Regions from separate parts of the Hordeum vulgare genome. Here region 2 is linked to region 1. The links are chromatin contacts, called in public Hi-C maps. All regions are on one chromosome and are shown on one strand. The core of a region is the stretch at or near the end of the contact, and the rest is flanking DNA. Distances in the headings are between cores, read along the strand shown. Region 1 holds the start of LOC123445251 (squamosa promoter-binding-like protein 2). Region 2 holds the start of LOC123440714.

Region 1 (3,852 bases), core at 453-2,952:
GAACGACGACCTGAAAGGTCCAGTTCCGGCGTGAGCGTCGTTGTAGGGCAGGTGCACGGGCCGGGTCGGGCTGCGCCACGGCACCTTAATGGTGGCGCGTGTGCGCTTGTCTCGTTCATACACACATCCGGCCACCAGCCCGGGCCCGGGCCCGGGACCAGACTCCGACCCGCCCGGAATTTTATCCGTCTCCACGACCACGTCGGTTAAATTCTCTTGCTTCTCCTCTGATACTGCTTTCATTTTCAGGTAGGAGTAGGAGTACCAGTGCAAATGTTTTGCATGGAAAATAAACTTTTGGAGATAGTTTTGAGTGATTTTTTCGCTGTGGAATTTACGGTGAGTGGGGAACAGATGGGGGCGGCAGGAACAGGGGTTTTTGGTGTGGTCCACGTCGGACGATTAGTCGCTAGCGCCAAGCGAGCCATGATGATGGCCCAAGGGACTGCGAACTGCTCCGCTCCGGCTGACAGCGAATTGCTGCGATTAAAACGGTCGCCGTAGTTGGTTAGCCATCGCGTACTACCGCCGCCGCTGCTGCAGCAGCTGCTACAGTGTCCGCGGCGAGGTTTTCGGCGGGGTTGAAACGATTCGCTGCAACTCTCGTGCAACAGTGGTAACTCGTGGAAGGATCTTGCTACTTACTACTCTACTACACGGTAAAGATGTTACTAGTAGTGGCAAAAGCGGAGCATGGATGCATGTCATAAGGCAAGGAACAAGTTGGTGGTAGGGAATGCACGACCAAAAAAAAATGGAAAAAGAGAGAGAGAAGTGTAGGGTGTACCTGCTGCACTGCTGGCAGAAGCGCTGCTGCTGGCCGGCGACGGCGACGACGGGCGTCTTGGAGTGCGCCTCGCAGACCTTGTGCCGGCGGTGGTACTCGCGGCACCGGGACAGGTCGGCCGTGCACCCCTCCACGGAGCACGCCGGCACCGTCTGCTGCCCCTGCCCCGCCCGGGCACGCTTCGCCGTCGCCGCGGAAGGCGGCTGCTGCTGCTGCTGCTGCTGCACCGATACAACCGGCGCCGGGACCGGCCTCCAGCTCGTCGGCGCGCCGAGCTTCAGGTCCAGCGCCCCGCCGCCGCCTCCTCCTCCCCCGCCGCCGCTGGGCGCGACCACCGTGCCGAGGTCCCAAGAAGGCATCTTGGGCTCCCAAGAATCCATGCCAAATACACGCGCACGCACGCACGTCTCTCTGTGTCCAGAGAATTCCTTCCCCCGCACGGCGCCGGGAGCTTGCTTCTGCCGCCGACGATCAGGAAATGGTGGGGCTTAAAAAGGGACTCTTTCTCCGCCGTACGCAGACAAGAACCGCGCACCACTCCCCTCGGTCCTCGCCAAGGAAGAAGAAGAGGGAGAGAGTACAGTATGCAGTGCAGCAGCGAGAGGGGTTGATTGGAAGCAAGGGCTTGGGAGGACGGAAGAAAAGCGAGATGGACCGACCGATCGATCGATGACGGAGAGATCAAAGCGAAGCAGGAGCATGCAATTAAGAACCCAGGAGCCAGACCACCCACCAGCACCAGGGTCCAGGGGAGAGGAGCTACTGCCTACTGCAACTGGTCTAGTGCTGCTGCTGCTAGCTTGCTTGCTTGCCGGGGCGGCTTAAGCTTTAAAGCGAGCGAGGACGGAGGACGGAGAAGGAAGGAAGAGAACAGTGGAGAGTGAAGAAGGGCTAGCAGCAGCAGCACCAACCCCGATGAGAGAAAGCTGGAGATGGGGGAGGGGAGGGGGGAGGAGGGGGAGGAGGGAGGGACAGTACTTGCAGACAACACAGGAGGAGACTCCTATTGGAGGACTCCAAACTCCAAAGGTGGCAATAATTGCCGAGACGGGCCGAGAGGGAACCACCTCACCTCCACCTCCACCACCACTGTTCACTGACTCGCTTTAGATTTTACCCCTGCTACCACCACCACCAGAGATCAGTAGTTATTATCAGTAGTCCCGAGCAGTACGCCTGCGATGTAGAGAGAGAGGAGAGGGTGGTAGGAGGAAAGAGAGAAGAGAAGCCAGTGCTGCTGCTGCTGCTGCTGCGTCAGTGCAGTGTGGTGGTAGGGACGACGAGTTGGTATGAGAGAGAGGGCAGGGGACGGTGCAAATGGAGGAAAGAGAGGAGGATTCCGCCCTTCCTTTCCGTTTGGTGCTAGCCGCTCCCCTAGCGTGGCGTTTCCTTTGCCTGTTTGGGGCTTGGTTTGCTCTTTTTTAGGGGATCGATGGACGGACGGACGGACGGAGGCTTTCTCTCGCTGCCGCTACCGGTGATAGTTTGATAGAGAGATGAGATGTGAACGGAGGGGAGCTGCCGCGCTTGGGTTCTACTCAGTCAGAGGACGTGTGAGAGCAGGACCCTTCATTCATTCATCTTTTGTAGGGGATGGATGGACGGACGGAATGACGGGCTGGGGCAGGGAAAAAGTACGGTGCGGGAAAAGCTTGGAAAGGGATGGGTGCATGGCCGCAGGGAAAAAAGAGAAGAGAGAGGGGGAGCTGCTGTGTGCTCGATGGATGCTTTTCTGTTTTGTACTTTGGGTTTTTTCGTGTTTGTGTGTGTGCGTGTGTGGAGTGTTTTGCTGCCTCGTTTCAGCTGACATGATGTGTTCACAGATCACAGCAAATGAGAAAATAAAACGAAAGCTAATCATAGCCACGCTCCCTTTCATGATGACAAAAATAAAAATGTCATTCCTACGCACAATATTTACAGAAATCTCATATACCGTGAGAGAGACAATAAGTGTCGGAACTATGAAGAAAAAGCGAGGAAATTACGGCTAGAGATTTGAACTAGTCAGTAAGGTTTTTGTGAAGCAAACTACTCGTTTAGAGATTATTGCTACACACACATCCTGAGATATATGAAATTTATATGCTTGGGTAGTGAGGCATTGGCTATATAGCCGCAGTTTTAGTTCTCATCCATAAGTTTTTATGTCGATGGGCAGTTCAATATACACGTGAATTAATAAGTTTTAAATACTAGGCATGAGCATCATAGAAAACAGCGACGGGTGTGGAAAACAATGCATCAAATCGTACTATTATTATACAGTCAAGAAGATACGTAAGGAATAATAACATGTCAGTATTAGTTTTAGCTTTCCCACGATGAAAGTACAACCCGTGAAACTATATTATACGTCATCGACAAATGAGGTTTCATGAAACGAGAACAAACTAATAACTTATTCACGGTTGCGCGACAGCTTTTCTATAAATATGTCCAAGGTGGAAGTATTCTAAAGCATCTGAAACCGCAGGGTTTTTTCATTCGTTGTGCTATGTGCGCGCCCTGTGGTCCCTCTAGCAAAGGTATTCCTCCGGTGGTTGATCAGTGGGCTAACGGGGATTGTTTAGCGTCACTGCCGACGCAGCTATGTGAGGTCCAAGTTCCAACCCCTAATTAGCTACTAATCGACCATTGGTCAAGAGCCATTTCTTTACTCCACGAGCGTTGTGAAGTCATATCTTTAGTTCGCCAAGACCTAGATCTTGCGCTGCATGCCACCTTGTTTGTACTCCAAGGTCGGTATAAGAAATGGGTCGCCTCGAGGTTCGGGGGTCAAAGCTTTGGTCCATGGAGTAGAAGAGTCAAATTTCGTGTAGAATGGATTTTTCTTTCTTCGGCCTTGGACTTGTAGGGGTGTAGTGTGTGCATGGGAAATGATCTCTGTCGTGTCAACTTCTCCTATTTTTATGAGTCGTTGCATTCAAGCTACACTGTGTTTTGTAGACCTATATCTCGAGGTGACTTCTTTGCGTACGGTATTTTGGGTTTTTTTTACAGACGCACGTAGCTGTAGACATGTACTGCACTACGTACAGCGTAGAAGCTAGCAAGGCAACGAG
Region 2 (3,852 bases), core at 431-2,930, 150 kb before region 1:
GGCAAGTAGCAAAGCAGTGGCGTTTTGGCGTCCCCATCATTTACCTGCACCACTGCATTGACTACTCCTACACGCACGCCGACACACGCAGCTCCGCTACCACCGTCGGCTTCTCGAGCTTCGCCGCGAGTCGGCAGGAGCCGCAAGCCACGGGCTTGACGCTGAGGTGGCGGAGGCATTCCCAACATGCAATGCGCTGTGGTGCGGGAAACAAGACGAGGCCCGCGCTGAGTGATTAGATGGCGGTCATTTATTTGTTCAAAGTCATCAATCCCAGTGCCACATCATCAAATCCTCTCTAAAAACACCTTAAGGTCAAAAACAACCAGGATCGGTGAATTCAGGGTATGGAATTCAGGGATTTTGACGTCGGGGTTCATTTGTGTCGTCTTTTACAATTTCAGGGTTTAAATCAGACTTCACTCTTCTGAAAACGTCTTGTTTCCTCATACGTGTGTTGTGTACGTGCAACTGGGGCCGGTGCTAGCTAGATGATGCGTCCATGGATTGATTGATATCTTGTTGCCGCTGGTACATAAACAATACGAGGTTTTTTTTTTTTGGAAAGGCAGGTTAAACCCCTGCCTCCGTATCAATCTATGCATGCGACTATCTTTATTAATTATTTCATAAAAATCTGACAAAAACATGCATCAATCCATCTGAAATCATAACTCACACCTATACATTTGGTAATGTGGAGTCTTTTTATTCTTCATATCTAAAATCAGTGTCGTCGTTAATTCATCCACATAATATATCAAGACCAACAGTCAATGTAGTAGACCTAAAACATACATCACATGTACACGTTTTAAAAGCCATCATAAAAACGTACCTAGTCTCAGGTTCAGGCTAGTACAACCAGTCTTTGCATATTTCTTCCTTAGCTTTAACAATTAACACCATATAGGTTAACTGTTCCCAATGCAATTGTGACTTGTAAGATATACTCTCTCCGTTTCTAAATATAAGACGTTTTAATTTTTATTATTATAAAGTACATACTAATGTATGTAGACATCTTTTAGAATGTAGATTTCTCTATTTTGCTTTATATGTAGTTTACAATACAATTTTTAAAAGGTTTTATATTTAGAAACAAGGAAGTATATCATATATGCACAGAACCACAAACAACTACACGAGGATTTGATGAACGATTCACAAAGGATAGAGAGGAATCAGGAATCTGACGAGGATAATATTCGCAGTGCATAGAGGATATCCAAAGCGACGATCTTTTCTTTCTGATCTGCAAAGGGCGAGAGGCAGGCAAAGAACCTTGGCAAGCATGTGATCTTTTCTTTCTGATCTACAAAGGGCGAGAGGCAGGCAAAGAACTTTGGCAAGCATGTGCTAGTGCATACGTGTATTTTTGTCACAAGATCGACCAACCGTATATTATCATGGGGCACTGGATGCAATCATACACACCACAAAACCAGCTTAGGTTTCGTTGGGTGGCACCTCCTCGTGCCACTTACCACTGGACCCTCCGAAAGCATTAGAATCTCCTGTCAGTGACAGCTCCCAGATTCACTTTGCCAGAGCTACATTTCGTTTGGTGCACGCATGCTCATTATCCTATCCCATGGCATCAAAACGACAGGACGTGACATGGAGTGGAACACTACCCGTCTCACGCACCAACCAGTATAAAACGCAGCTGCCTCTTCGTCATTCCAGCATCACAAAGCAAAGGCACACACAACACAAGTGCGCAGCCACAAAAAGCTTAGGCAGAATCAAACACAGTGCAATGGAGGGAACCATGAAGAACGGCGCCAGGGCGATCAAGGGGAAGGTGGCCATGGCGTACTCCAAGTACGCCGGCAAGGTCCAGGCCAAGCCTGCCCCGAGCGTCACCACCGCACACGCCTACCAGCCCAGGTACCCTTCTTCCATCGACGCCACCGCGAGCGCCCCCTACGCCGCGGCCGGTGATGTCGACGAGAGGGCCACGGCGTTCATACTGTCCGTCCGAGAGCGCTTCAAGAACGAGCAGAAGATGATGAGTTAGTTGAGCTCCGTCGTTGCAGTTCAGGTAGGTCCAGGCTCCGGGAGAGGTTTTATATTTGATGGAACATCTTCTGGGTAGCCATGGATACATACTACGTGTGTCTAAGTGGTACACCGTGTACTTTTTTTTCTTCTCTTTTTGTAACTTCACTTTGATCATAAGAGTGGAAGAAAGGGCTGATAACATAATCCCCATATATATCCGAAAAAAAAATGTTGGGATGTGAATATGATCCTTCATCAAAGTGGAATTTGTGTGCCATTCATTTTTGTTGGCCCGACAGTTCATCTTGGCCGTGTAAAGAATCTTAAAATTTAACCAGATTTTTAACAGGATTCTCCACTACATACTCTTGGTGGAGTATGTATTATCACTGGTAAATAAGTATTTATGTAGGTAAGTTATTAAAAATGTGATCAAGGGATAATGAGCTCGCCCATGCACGGGTCGGATATAATTCTCCCACTTGGAAAGGCGTGTAGACTGATCGAGGAGTAGCCTACCCTGCGTCGTCCTCCCGGGGCGACTCGGGCGGCGGCGCATCCCCACCCTCTCAAGACTCAAGGCCTCTTCCCCGTGTTTCCCCTCCCCTCACCGCCGTCCCATGGCCTTCGCCGGGCAAAAGCCGGTGCGGATCCGGCGTTGGCGGGACTCTAGCGTCCGTGGGGCGGCTAGTCGTCGAGTGGGGCTCTTCCGGTGGCAGACCGCGTGGCGCTCTTCCACGCGTGTCACAAGTGCCTGGGGTACAGGAGTGCTGGGGTAGTGAGAGGACGGTGATGGGAGCGACTGTGGAGATGTAGCGAGCGTCTACGGCCACATGTGGCTTGGCGTGTGTGGTGTAAGTGCAACGCGTAGAGGTAGAGGTGAGTGGCCTTGGGGTGCGGCGCGTGCGCTCAGCTCAGCGGCGGATGCAGGGGCCTCTTGATCAGAGTATGTTGCAGGCTGGTCGCGACTCCTTCGGCCGCTCGGGCGGCCTGGGGCAGTGCAGCTCGTGCATGTACGACACTTGATGGGGTTATAGTCCAAGTCAGTTCCGACTGAACTAAGAAGTTCCCATCATCCAGTCGGTAACAGATCTTCGACCATCCAGTCGGAGACGAGCATTCGGAGTATATCAAACTGACCGACTGGATTCCACTCTGTGCATCGTAACCTCCCTGGGGGGAAACAGTCATACGTTTCCACACACCTTTATTAGCATTTAAGACGTACGTTACCTGTAACGTAGGCATTTATTCGTCACTACTCCACCCCTGTGCACCGAACCGTTGTGGAGGGCAGCGCACTCTATATAAGCCACCCTCCCCCACTGGTGCAGAAGTTAGCAAATCATTGTATTCCATATTCCACTCGACAACAAGCTCCGAGAGCAATGAGACGTAGGGCTATTACCTCCACCGCAAAGGGGCCTGAACTCATACAATCTCGCCGTAGCTAAGGCTCTGCCCATCCTTTTCGTACCCTACACATCTACTGTCAGACTTATACCCACGACAGTTGGCGCCCACCGTGGGGCAGGCGTCTAAGCGACTTCCGACGAGTTTGCGACTACTTCCTTTCGTCATGTCGTCCGGTGGAGATTCGAGCATGGGTCACCAGATCTTCTTCGGCGCTCTCTCCTTCATCGTCGACGATTCGGCGTGGCTTCGGGACGCTCCTCTTGACGTCGAGGCGCTTCCCCGCCGTGGGGCTACGCACTTCCGTGCCGGCGCCCGCGGCATTCTTCTTCTCCAGCAGTCGGCTCCGGTGTCGACCTACACCGCCGTCACGCGCCGCAGCAAGCGGTCCCGCCGTTCGCGGCTCCAGCGTTGGGTGCAACACGCCCAGGC

The links. A called contact is a pair of places that touch in the nucleus more often than the background predicts.
Region 2: a Hi-C map of leaf shows a contact between it and region 1, with 4 times the contacts expected there. The contact joins the promoter of LOC123440714 here to the promoter of LOC123445251 in region 1. A contact is called at or near these places in 2 of 6 Hi-C or Micro-C datasets (leaf and seedling).

What each region holds. Positions count from the first base shown.
Region 1 is chr3H:575,374,279-575,378,130 of MorexV3_pseudomolecules_assembly, reverse strand. It overlaps LOC123445251 (squamosa promoter-binding-like protein 2), which reads right to left and starts at 1,702. Exons shown (of 3, transcript XM_045122214.1): 1 at 788-1,702. The coding sequence starts at 1,167.
Region 2 is chr3H:575,519,957-575,523,808 of MorexV3_pseudomolecules_assembly, reverse strand. LOC123440714 reads left to right here and starts at 1,680. Exons shown (of 1, transcript XM_045117264.1): 1 at 1,680-2,284. The coding sequence starts at 1,763. The coding sequence ends at 2,023.